Regions from separate parts of the Mus musculus genome. Here regions 1 and 2 are each linked to region 3. A link is a contact called in public Hi-C and promoter capture Hi-C data. All regions are on one chromosome and are shown on one strand. The core of a region is the stretch at or near the end of the contact, and the rest is flanking DNA. Distances in the headings are between cores, read along the strand shown.

The links. Promoter capture Hi-C pulls out the DNA fragments that hold promoters and counts their contacts. A called contact is a pair of places that touch in the nucleus more often than the background predicts.
Region 1: a contact with region 3 is called in a promoter capture Hi-C map of stem cell-derived epiblast-like cells, with 2.8 times the contacts expected there. The contact joins the promoter of Aoc2 here to the promoter of Naglu in region 3. A contact is called at or near these places in 7 of 39 promoter capture datasets (the SN4741 cell line, cranial neural crest, frontonasal cranial neural crest and 4 more), 5 of 115 datasets of contacts at active chromatin or transcription factors (the SCID.adh cell line, embryonic midbrain, embryonic stem cells and 2 more) and 2 of 9 other capture datasets (liver and pancreatic islet).
Region 2: a contact with region 3 is called in a Hi-C map of B cells, with 1.7 times the contacts expected there. The contact joins the enhancer-like site here to the promoter of Naglu in region 3. A contact is called at or near these places in 15 of 39 promoter capture datasets (the 3T3-L1 cell line, the C10 cell line, the HPC-7 cell line and 8 more), 2 of 15 datasets of contacts at CTCF or cohesin (embryonic stem cells and large pre-B cells), 41 of 484 Hi-C or Micro-C datasets (the AML12 cell line, B cells, CD4 T cells and 19 more), 18 of 115 datasets of contacts at active chromatin or transcription factors (DN3 thymocytes, the HPC-7 cell line, T-cell acute lymphoblastic leukemia and 11 more) and 5 of 9 other capture datasets (adipose tissue, embryonic stem cells, liver and 2 more).

The regions. Positions count from the first base shown.
Region 1 is chr11:101,323,448-101,326,932 of GRCm38.p6, forward strand. Aoc2 (amine oxidase, copper containing 2 (retina-specific)) reads left to right here and starts at 1,616. Exons shown (of 4, transcript NM_178932.1): 1 at 1,616-3,236. The coding sequence starts at 1,646. Psme3 (proteaseome (prosome, macropain) activator subunit 3 (PA28 gamma, Ki)) reads left to right here. Exons shown (of 11, transcript NM_011192.4): 11 at 1-90.
Region 2 is chr11:100,825,133-100,828,946 of GRCm38.p6, forward strand. The region is part of intron 1 of Stat5b (signal transducer and activator of transcription 5B); the gene reads right to left. Among named protein-coding and RNA genes, the nearest start is that of Stat5b, 24 kb to the right of the region's middle. Within about 2 kb of position 1,674, at least 56 of the 459 cell types and tissues checked have an H3K27ac peak or open chromatin away from gene starts, as enhancers often do. A contact at or near this core is called in B cells, the HPC-7 cell line, Th1 cells and 7 more, where this site is marked.
Region 3 is chr11:101,068,767-101,072,319 of GRCm38.p6, forward strand. It overlaps Naglu (alpha-N-acetylglucosaminidase (Sanfilippo disease IIIB)), which reads left to right and starts at 1,328. Exons shown (of 6, transcript NM_013792.2): 1 at 1,328-1,735; 2 at 2,314-2,461; 3 at 3,130-3,276; 4 at 3,451-3,536. The coding sequence starts at 1,359.

The sequences.
Region 1 (3,485 bases), core at 366-2,865, 250 kb after region 3:
CCTCCTTCCTTGGATTGTAATGTAAAATTCTTTTACCATGTCAAGAAATTATTAAAAATACAGGTACTTTGACCTCTTTCTAAAGCTGCAGACCCTGGTGCTGTACTCTGGTGACTGAGGGACATAAGGGTCACACATGAGCATTCAGACACCCATCTTCACAGACACTCTGGCTAGCCTGTCGTGTGTGAACTTACTAGTTGAACCTTCATTCCTCTTCACAGTGCAAGAACTAATGGGAGGTGGTTCCTGCTGTGTGTTGACGCTCAATTGTGTGAAAGCTGCCTGTCTTCACCAGATTCCAGGTCCTTCCTGGTGATACCCTGAGCTGCCAGCAGAGGCTGCTGTGGTTATGTGTGGGACCAGCAGCTCGGGCTGACCCTGTCGATCCAGTCCTTTTCCTCCATACCAGCTTGCCTCTACATACATACATACATTCATACATACATACTTACTTCATACATACTTTTTTGAGGGAACTCCTGGTATTGGTTTATACTGACCCACAGTGCTCATAAGAGGCTTACATCCCTCTAAAATAACATGTCCTCACTTCCCTCCTGACAGTGAGACTCTTCATTGTCTATAGAGGTTTAAGGTCCCAGTAGGGGAGGGGCATCTACTCTATTCTATCCCAGAGTTTAGAGCCACTAGCTACCTGCTCTGCCTGCCTGCCTCCCTCCCTCCCTCCAGGGTTACTAAGCACTTGCTGTGTAAGGCTACATTTTAATCAAAAGCACTCCACAGAATACTTTTATGCTTTTTATATATTTATTCGGTTTTTTTGTTTGTTTTTTAAAGACCCTTCTCTGTGTAGCCTTGGCTGTCCTAGGACCGCTCTAAAGACCAGGCTGGCCTCAAACTCAACAGATCGGCTTGTCTCCTGAGTGCTGGGATTGAAGGCATATAGTACCTCTCCCTGGCTATGCTTTTTATTTTTTAAGGCAGGGTATCACCTAGGTTGACCTATAATTCACTCATGTAGCTTAGTTGAACTCTCAGCACTCCTCTTGAGTGTTGGTATTATCAGTATAAATGACCATGCCTCATGCGCCTTCATAGGGAAGAAATTCAGGATATGTAGCCCCTTTAAGGCTACATAACTTGGACTGGATCATTGTATAGACCTAAACACAGCTCAACCTCAACCAGTCGTCTCTCTGACTGGATAGAGTAAGGCCTGGGTCTCCCAAGTCAGGCACTCATTAGGTCCCAGGTAGAGCTGACTGCTCATTGCTGAGTTGGGCGGTGGGTCTGGGAACTGGGAATGTAATTCTGCTAAGAGGTGTTTTGTTAGTACTTGTGTGTTAGACAGGGAAAGGAAGGAGTGTGTATCGAAACTGCCTTCTCAGGTAGTTCAGCTCCATTACCCACCCCATCCCTCTCACCTGTTCTAAATGATGACACGTAGTAGTTAGTGACCATTGGCAGTCAAAGTTTAGGGACAGGAGCAAGCTATGTAATGTCTTGAGCCAGAGCACAAGACAGAAAATTGGAACAGAACTACATAAAGCACGATCAGAGATTTCCTGTCCAGCCCACAGGGTGGAGTTTAGTCCATTCCTCTCCATCATCCTGAATATAAGCCTGCCACAATGTCAGACACCGATGAGCTCTCAGGACGGGGGGAGCTTCAGTGCCAGCCATGAATCTCAAGGTGCTGCTGCTGCTTCTGGGGCTGTCTTTCCTCACTGTCTTTGCTCTGGTCTATGTCCTGCTGACCAGGCAAGGCAGTTTCAGCCAGTCTCCTCGATGCCCTTCCATACCTCCCAGAATTCATCCCTGGACACACCCTAGCCAGAGCCAGCTGTTTGCAGACCTGACCCCAGAGGAGCTGACAGCTGTGATGAGCTTCCTGACCAAGCACCTGGGGCCGGGGCTGGTGGATGCAGCCCAGGCTCGACCCTCGGACAACTGTGTCTTCTCAGTAGAGTTGCAGCTGCCTGCCAAGGCTGCAGCCCTGGCCCACCTGGACAGAGGGGGGCCCCCACCTGTGCGAGAGGCACTAGCCATCATCTTCTTTGGTGGACAACCCAAGCCCAACGTGAGTGAGCTGGTGGTGGGGCCCCTGCCTCACCCCTCCTACATGCGGGATGTGACTGTGGAGCGCCACGGCGGCCCCCTGCCCTATTATCGGCGCCCCATGCAGAAAACTGAGTTTGTTCAGATATGGAGGCATTTGAAAGAAGTGGAGCTACCAAAGGCACCCACCTTTCTGGCTTCTGTCTTGAACTACAATGGCTCCACCTTGGCACCTTTGCATTCTACTGCTAGTGGTTTCCATGCAGGCGATCGAGCTACCTGGATAGCCCTCTACCATAACATCTCAGGTCTTGGAGTGTTCCTTCACCCTGTGGGGCTGGAGCTACTGTTGGACCACGGGGCCCTGGACCCTGCCGACTGGGTAGTCCAACAGGTCTTCTACCTTGGGCATTACTATGCAGACTTGGCCCAGTTGGAATGGGAGTTTAAAGTTGGCCGCCTAGAAGTGATTCGGGTCCCTCTACCCACACCAGGTGGAGCTTCCTCCTTGAGGCCTAGAGTCACTCCAGACCCTCCTCTTCCCCCTCTTCAGTTCTCACTTCAGGGTCCCCAGTATAACATACAGGGAAACTCAGTGACATCTCCCCTCTGGACATTTACCTTTGGTCATGGGGTGTTCAGTGGCTTAAGAATTTTTGATATTCGGTTCAAGGGTGAGCGTGTGGCTTATGAAGTCAGTGTCCAGGAGTGTCTGACAGTTTATGGTGCTGATTCCCCCAAAACAATGACGATCCGGTACTTGGACAGCAGCTATGGGCTTGGTCTCAACAGCCGAGCTTTGGTTCGGGGGGTGGATTGCCCCTATCAAGCCACAATGGTGGACATCCATGTACTGGTGGGCACGGGGTCAGTCCAGCTGCTTCCAGGGGCTGTGTGTGTATTTGAGGAGGCCCAGGGACTGCCCCTTCGAAGGCATCATAATGGCATCGGGGGTCATTTCTATGGTGGTTTGGCCAGCTCAAGCCTTGTGGTCAGGTCGGTGTCATCAGTGGGCAACTATGATTACATCTGGGACTTTATGCTACACCCAACCGGGGCCCTTGAAGCTCGTGTCCATGCCACGGGCTATATCAACACAGCCTTCATGAGTGGAGGAGCTGAAAGTCTCCTCTTTGGGAACCGTGTGGGAGAAAGAGTGCTGGGAGCGGTGCATACACACGCTTTCCACTTCAAACTGGACCTTGATGTAGCAGGTGAGTTCTTAGCCTGAGCCTTGAAGGCTGGGAATGGGGCACAGGGCAGGAAGTCCCCAAATCAAGGAGTGAGCTCAGAAAGGTTCAGGGGGCATTCTAACCCCTCTGGGTATGGGAAGGGAGAAAGGATTGAGTGCAGCTGCACTCACAACTGGGTGTCTGGCCAAAGGGGAAAGGGGTTCTGCTAATTCCTACCCGCTGAGCCCCTCCCCCCCAGATTTGCAGTTGTAAAGCTAGTTTAGTTTAAGT
Region 2 (3,814 bases), core at 424-2,923, 240 kb before region 3:
TGAGGTTAATACTTCGGTCTCAGACAGCTCCTGGGTCAAAATGGGCAGTGAGGTGTGTTCGGATGCCTGTCAGCTGCACTGCTATTCATCGCCAACACTAATCCCAGGTCATGCTCAGCTCTGGCTTTCATAAAGGGACAGTCACTCACACCAATGACAAAACAACCCACCAACTATCCCAGGGGGCAGGATAGGACTGGCTGGTTTAGGGGGCTGAAGCTGGGCATCCACCTGGGAAACTGTTCATACAATAGCAATAATTTAACTTCCATTTATCTAAAGCTGGGGCACCTGAAACCAAAGAGAAGGAGTAAGTTCCTGTGCTGCTAAATACTGATGGTAGAAGTAACTTTGTTGCTATCTCCGTGTGCTTTAAATATGAGTGTCAAGAATCCTCAGAGTTTACCATGCCATGCTATAAAGAAGCAGATAATGGAAGACAACTTCTGGATTGTCCCTTATGCATGACATGGCAAAACGGGGAACTGAGAGCGAGGACATCTGACAATATCAAGCTCCTAAGAAAGATGTCCCCTGTACTCTTTCACGCCTCAGTGGGAAACGGGACCTCGACAGTGCTGTGTCTTTCATCATTTTGAGCACCTCATTTTGAACAGACAGACTGCACCACCACTCTAGAGTTCCAGCTTACCCCTCACTCCGCTCGGTACATGGTAGGTATTTGGTAATTGAGTATTACATATCATTTCAGCGGATCTCCATGTCACAAAGGGAACCAAGTTGAGAGGAATAGCCAGCAGGCCAATTATTTTCTTCAATGTGTTATTTTTAACACATTATTTGTATCCTTATTAGAGGAGTAATGGGAGTGAATCACATTTTATAGAAACTCTGACGGAGGTTTTGACTCATCGTTAGCGTTAATCAATAGATGAACCATCCATAAACATCGTGACAAGTTTGGAAAATAGAGCTAACACCTCACGGCCGTGACTCCAGAGGAAAAGAATGACATGGGTTGCGAGAACGCTGAGCTGAGCTTGAAGCCTCAAGAAAATTCCCTTCATCTCCAAGCAAACGAAACCGGTTCCTTTAATGACACTGTGAGAAAGAAGCTGAGCATAAATGGTAGGCACGGCATTCGCCAACAGCAACAGCACACTCCTCGGTCACCATGCTTGCCACTAAATGCCACCCAGAGAGATTTATTACTATGCCAAAACAACATGACGAGGTCTGACATCCCCAGTGCAGATGAAGGTTTGGAGGATGACTCAGGGCTCACAGTGACACCTGTCACACACAGAACCCATGTAATCATCCCCCCCACCCCCTGAGAGTTCGCCATCTCAGCACACCATGCCAACTTTAGATATTTCAGTAGGAGCAGCCACCTTTGACTACAGACGCCTTTTAGATTCGAGATGTATTTCCATCGAGTATGGTATACTTAGCTATAGATGTCCCCTGTCCCTGCCAAAAATGACAAGCTGCTTGCTTAAAAGCTGTCACTAATTAGCTACTGCTGTAAAGAACACCAGAGGAGGTGCCAATAAAAGCATATTGAACAGAAAAAAAAGGCCCTATAACAAGGAGTGGGGGAACAGAACCTATTTGTGGCTGGTAAACTTTATACACACATGCAATCTAAATCTGGGAGAAGTGGGGGTGGGGCGGTAACGGCTATAGATGCCAGTTCCTCTTTAAACAGGAAGGGTGGGAGGATGCTCCCAGGGTACCAGTGCCACTGAGCTCCTCAATGCGATTTTTCACTGTTCCAGGATGACCCGAGTACGGTTAAGCGTTCACCGTCGGGTGCTCGCTCTATCTCTGGTACCTTAGCAGCTGTGTTTGAAAACACCATAAAAATGGACCTCTAAAGGCACATCCCATTGGCTTCAGTCGAGACATTTATGGCTCTGGATTGAACTGTTGGCCTTAATGTTTTACAGGCTGAGAAACAGGGCCAAGGCAGGCAATATGGGTCTACCTGATGTAAATGAACGGAGGACAAAGGGAAGAAAGCACCCCAGCACAGCTTATGTTCAGAGCTCTGGTTGAGACTGCAGAGCCTGGGGCTGAGCAGATGGCTCAGTGGTTTAGAGCACTTGTTGCTCTTGCAGAGGACCTGGCTTCAATTCTCAGCACCCACATAATAGATTGCAACTGTCTTAACTCCAGTTCTGGGGATCCCATGCCCTCTTCTGACCAGGCACACATACACACCTGCAGGCAAAAACCATTTAGACACACATAATTAAATAAATCTAGTCCACAGTCAGAGACTGAAGAGACAGCTTCCTTCTGAACATGCACAGGGACCTGAGTTTGATTCCCAGCACCCACACAAAAAGCCATGCTTAGAATGCCAGCCATGGGGACTGGGATTTAAGACAGGTGGCTCCCCGAGGCTTTCTGGCCAGTAAGAGACCCTGTCTAGATAAACAATTTGGGAGCTTGCCCAATGGTTAGTGTTGGCCACACAATAGAGAGGACTCACGTCCATATCCCCAGAGCCCGCATACATGTCCAGATGCATAGGGGCCATCTGTAATTCTAGCCTTGGGAGATGGAGATAACCCAGGGCAAACTAGCCAGAAAGACTAGCAGCATCTTCAAACTCTGGGTTTAGTGAGAGATCCTGTCTCAAGGATTAAGGTGGAAGAACAATCAAGGATGGTACTTGACAATTACCTCCTGTCTTTACATATACATACACACGCACACATATGTACATATATGTACACACACACACAGGAACACAGAATAAGGAAAAGAAGGTGGACAACTCCTGAAAAAACCTGAGATTGATCATCTATGCCTTCCACACAGGCGCACACACACATGCACTTGTACACACACACACACACACACACACACACACACACACAGAGTTCAGAACCAGAAGCTGAGATGTAGCTCAGTGGTAGGAGAGCGCAGGACCCTGGGCTCCATCCCAAGCACCAAAGAAAACAAGATTCTATTTGAAAGTCAGGGTTCCATGTTGCACAGGGTGGCTTTGAACTTGCTATGTCGTGAAGGCTGATCTTGAACTCCTGATCCTCCCCTACCTCCATCCCCGAGTGCACTTAGCACACAGGTAACTTTTCAAATCATTCTCCAAGACTATCTCCTCCCCTCCTTGGTGTAGCTCTAAGAACGTTACAGACATCCCAGCCTTCACTTTCACACTCTGGACTCTGTGCATCGCTCCTTTAAAGTGGACTAATAAAGGGCTGGGACTGGCGCAGAGGATCTGGATGCTTTTGTACCAACCACGCCAAAAACTTAGAATGAACAAGAAGGGAAAAGAGAAAGAGAGACGAGAGAGGAGGGGAGGGGTAGTGAAGGGGGAGGGGAGAGAAGAAAGAAAATGTAGTGAGAATGGGGGTGCAGAGAAACAACCAGCAAAGCCTCGACTTCAGGCCTAACCGTGACTTCACAGTGGGGCCGCCATCAAAGCCTCTTCTGTCACAGAGGCCCCTTGTGTGCAGAATGCTAAATATCTGTATAAGCAATTACATCAATGTACCAGTAATTTTCAAGCCCATAATCAAGTTTAAAGAAGAACAATTTGTTTTATGAAACATGGAGAAAGGCTAATCTTCAATATTACTGTTGGTGCAGGCTTTATCAGCAAGACTTGGAGGAGATAAGCCAGCAGACATCCTGATTAGGCATCACAGCTTCAAAGGTTTAATACCCCCCTAGTGGTATGCCTGCCACAAACTGTAGCATTAACTTGTCTCTGGATCCTTACTGTGCATGCATCTCTGCCGAGGCCCGGGCACAAAGCAGGAACAAGATTACAAGGGAGGAGAGGGCTGCCAGATCTCCGAGGAGGGAGGAAGAG
Region 3 (3,553 bases), core at 78-2,577:
GTCTTATGAGAGATGTTTTGGCTAAAGCAGACCCATGAAAAGATGATTTGCTAAGAATAGACACATGATGTTCTTCTAGAGACAGCCTAAAAGGGGGGGGGGTGGATATGATGTTTTACCAGAGCATATACTTGAGAAAACACATGATGTTTCTTTTAAAAAGACATAAATATAGCCCAAGGGACAGTAGACACTGCCAGATGGTGTTGGTTCACCTTGCCATTCTTTGTTGGTTATCATTTGTCATCACTTCATAGAAGGAAACGCACCAGGTAACTTCTAACAGCTTTATGACAATGGGTAAGTCTTTTTTTTTTTTTTTTTTTTTTGAACGTACTGAACACGAGTTTTCCTTTGAAATGCATTAATTTAACAGACCACCAGCTTCCAGCATCCTGGAAGCTAAGAATGTTATCTGAAGCCTGCAACTGATTCCCAGATTCACTATAACCCACTTCTGATGTCTCCACCAATCTATTCAAAAAAGTGTTTTGATATGTGCTCCATTACTATAAAAACTTCAAATTATTTCCACATTGGAACATGGAAACTGGGTTGACCTAAAACTGTTCCAGGGCCATGGTCATTCATATTGGGCTTCAGAATAAGCTCTCAGTCCTTTTGAAGCGAGAGTTGTGGGTTTTGCTGTCAATAGAGGACAATCTCGGGTGTTACCTTCTACCTTAAGATAAGGTCTCTTCCCCATCTGTCACTTTATACATCAGGGCAGCTGTCTCCAGCGCTCATCTCCCGGGAGCACTGGGATTGCAGCCTCCCAATGCTGGGACAGCTTTATGTGGATTCTGCCAATTCAAATGAATGTCCTCAGGTGCAAGCGCTTTATCCACTGAGCTATCTTCTCACCCAGAGAAATCCTTATTTGGTTTCCAGATCTTTAGCCAGAAATGACAACTGAGACTTCTCTAATATAAACAACAGTCTGATACGAAATAAAATCCAAATACACATTTATTAGATGAGGGGTTAGAATATAGCTTAGTGGTAGAGCCAAGTCTTGGCTGGCTTCAATTCTCGTCGCTTAAAAGAGTGGCTAGATATTTGGAAGGGAAGTGACTTGCGGAAGAAAGAGGGCCGAATCTGAAAGGGCTTGGGCATGCGCAGCGTCTCATCGGGCCGAGGATGTTTCATAGGGTCACGCACCCTCCAGCCACGAGCGCGGTCAGCAGACCCTGACCAGTGTCTGAGTCCGGAAACCAGGTTCTCCGGGCGGGTAGCAGGAGCCAACCTTCAGGTCACGTGGCCCGAGGTCGGCAGCCGATTGGATGCTGGCAGCCCTGCCCCGCGGGCCCGGAGCTTGGTATTGGTTGTGAGGGGGCAGCGGCCGCGCGGTTGGCATCATGGAAGCCGCGGGGCTGGCCGTGATTCTGGGGTTCCTACTCCTGGCTGGGGGCTCTGTGGGTGATGAGGCTCGGGAGGCAAAGGCCGTGCGGGAACTGGTGGTCCGGCTACTGGGACCCGGGCCGGCGGCCAATTTCTTGGTGTCCGTGGAGCGCGCGCTGGCGGACGAGTCGGGCCTGGACACCTACAGCCTGAGCGGCGGCGGCGGGGTGCCAGTGCTTGTGCGCGGCTCCACGGGCGTGGCGGCAGCCGCGGGGCTGCACCGCTACCTGCGTGACTTCTGTGGCTGTCAGGTGGCCTGGTCCAGCGCTCAGCTGCACCTGCCGTGGCCGCTGCCCGCTGTGCCCGACGGGCTGACCGAAACCACGCCCAACAGGTATTGATGCTGTGGGTCCCAGACGGCTGGGGCAGCTGCCTGCAGCCTCGGGACAGCCACCGTTGGTGAGGACCAGCACACCTAAGTCGGGGCTGCAGCTACAGACTCGCCTGGAGACTGAGAAGGAAGTGCTGGCTCGGGGATCTGTGCCTTCAAATCTTGGCTCCCCTCTAGCTGTATATTCTTGAGCCAAATCATTTAGCTTCCCAGCCCCCACTGCTGGAAATAATGACAAACTATAGGAACTGTGAGCCCTCTTCATGAGAGAGACCAATTTTGCCTTATGGCACTGACACCCTAAGACACCACAGGATGCACAGCAGGAGCTCTGGGCATGTTGAATAAAAATGAAGTTATGTATTCACAATAGCTACTAGCTAGGGAGGTCTGCGGGAAGTTCCAGCTTCACCCGAGGTGGATTTGGAATGAGCAGGAGAGGAGGCACATTGAAACCTTTGCCCACTGTCCTGTATGCGTACTGTGTTGGGGTTAGTAGCTGCCTCTGGCTGCCTCTGAAGTGTTCCAGAGGGGTGAGTGAGGCATCCCATATGTCCCCAATAATGTGCCCCTACCCGCAGGTACCGCTATTACCAGAATGTGTGCACGCACAGCTACTCCTTCGTGTGGTGGGACTGGGCCCGTTGGGAGCAAGAGATTGACTGGATGGCACTGAATGGCATCAACCTGGCTCTGGCTTGGAATGGCCAGGAGGCCATCTGGCAAAGGGTTTGTGCCAACCTGGCCCCTCACACTCTCCTGCCTGCCTTACATACACCCCTGCCCCTGGGAAACCGAGGCCTTCCAGGGTGGGACAAAGTATCTGGCAGTATATGTCTGTAATCCCAGGACTCAGGTAGAGGCAGGAAGATTCAAGATTGAGTTCCAAGGCAGGAACTCAATCAGGGCAGGTACCTGGAGGCAGGAACTGAAGCAGAGACTTTGGAGCAACACTGCTTGCTTCCTGACTTGGTCAGTCTTTCTTATATACCCAGAACCACCTGCTCAGGGATGGCACAGCCCCCAATAGGCTGAGCCCTTCCATATCAGTCACCAGTCAAGAAAGTGCCCCCACAGGATTGCCTTCAAGCCAATCGGATGGGGGTATTTTGTCAATGGAGGCTGCTTCTTCCCGGATGACCCTAGCTTAAGTAAGGATGACGGGGGGGGGGGGGGGGGGGGGGGAGCCAGAGACTCTCCGTGGTTTGAGGGAAGCCTCTTTGTGTCCCAGAGAGTCACCCATCCCACAGACATGGAGCTGTTTCCTGGACCGTGAGCTCCCTGTAGGCTGAGGTCCAGATCTGTCTTAGTAGCAGTAGTCCCCAGCTCAGAGAGGTGGTGAGCAAGAACTTGTCCAATGACGTGGTTTATAGGTAGGGGCTCTTCCTGCTCCACAGGTATACCTGGCCTTGGGCCTGACCCAGTCAGAGATCGATACGTACTTCACCGGTCCTGCCTTCCTGGCCTGGGGACGCATGGGTAACTTGCACACCTGGGATGGCCCCCTGCCCCGTTCCTGGCACCTCAGTCAAGTCTACCTGCAGGTAAAGAGTGGCTAAGGAATGGTGGAATGGGGGCTGAGTGTTCACAGAGCCAGGGATGGGTGCTTAGCTAGCCTCGGGGCTCTTGCCTGATCTATAGATCTGTGTTCCCTTCCTGAGGGAGCAAGGGACACCCCCCAGCAGAGGTCCTGTCACATTGACCTCTATCCCTCCCAGCATCGAATCCTGGACCGGATGCGCTCCTTTGGCATGATCCCAGTGCTGCCTGCCTTCGCAGGGCATGTCCCCAAGGCCATCACCAGGTGAGGTCCTCCCTCCC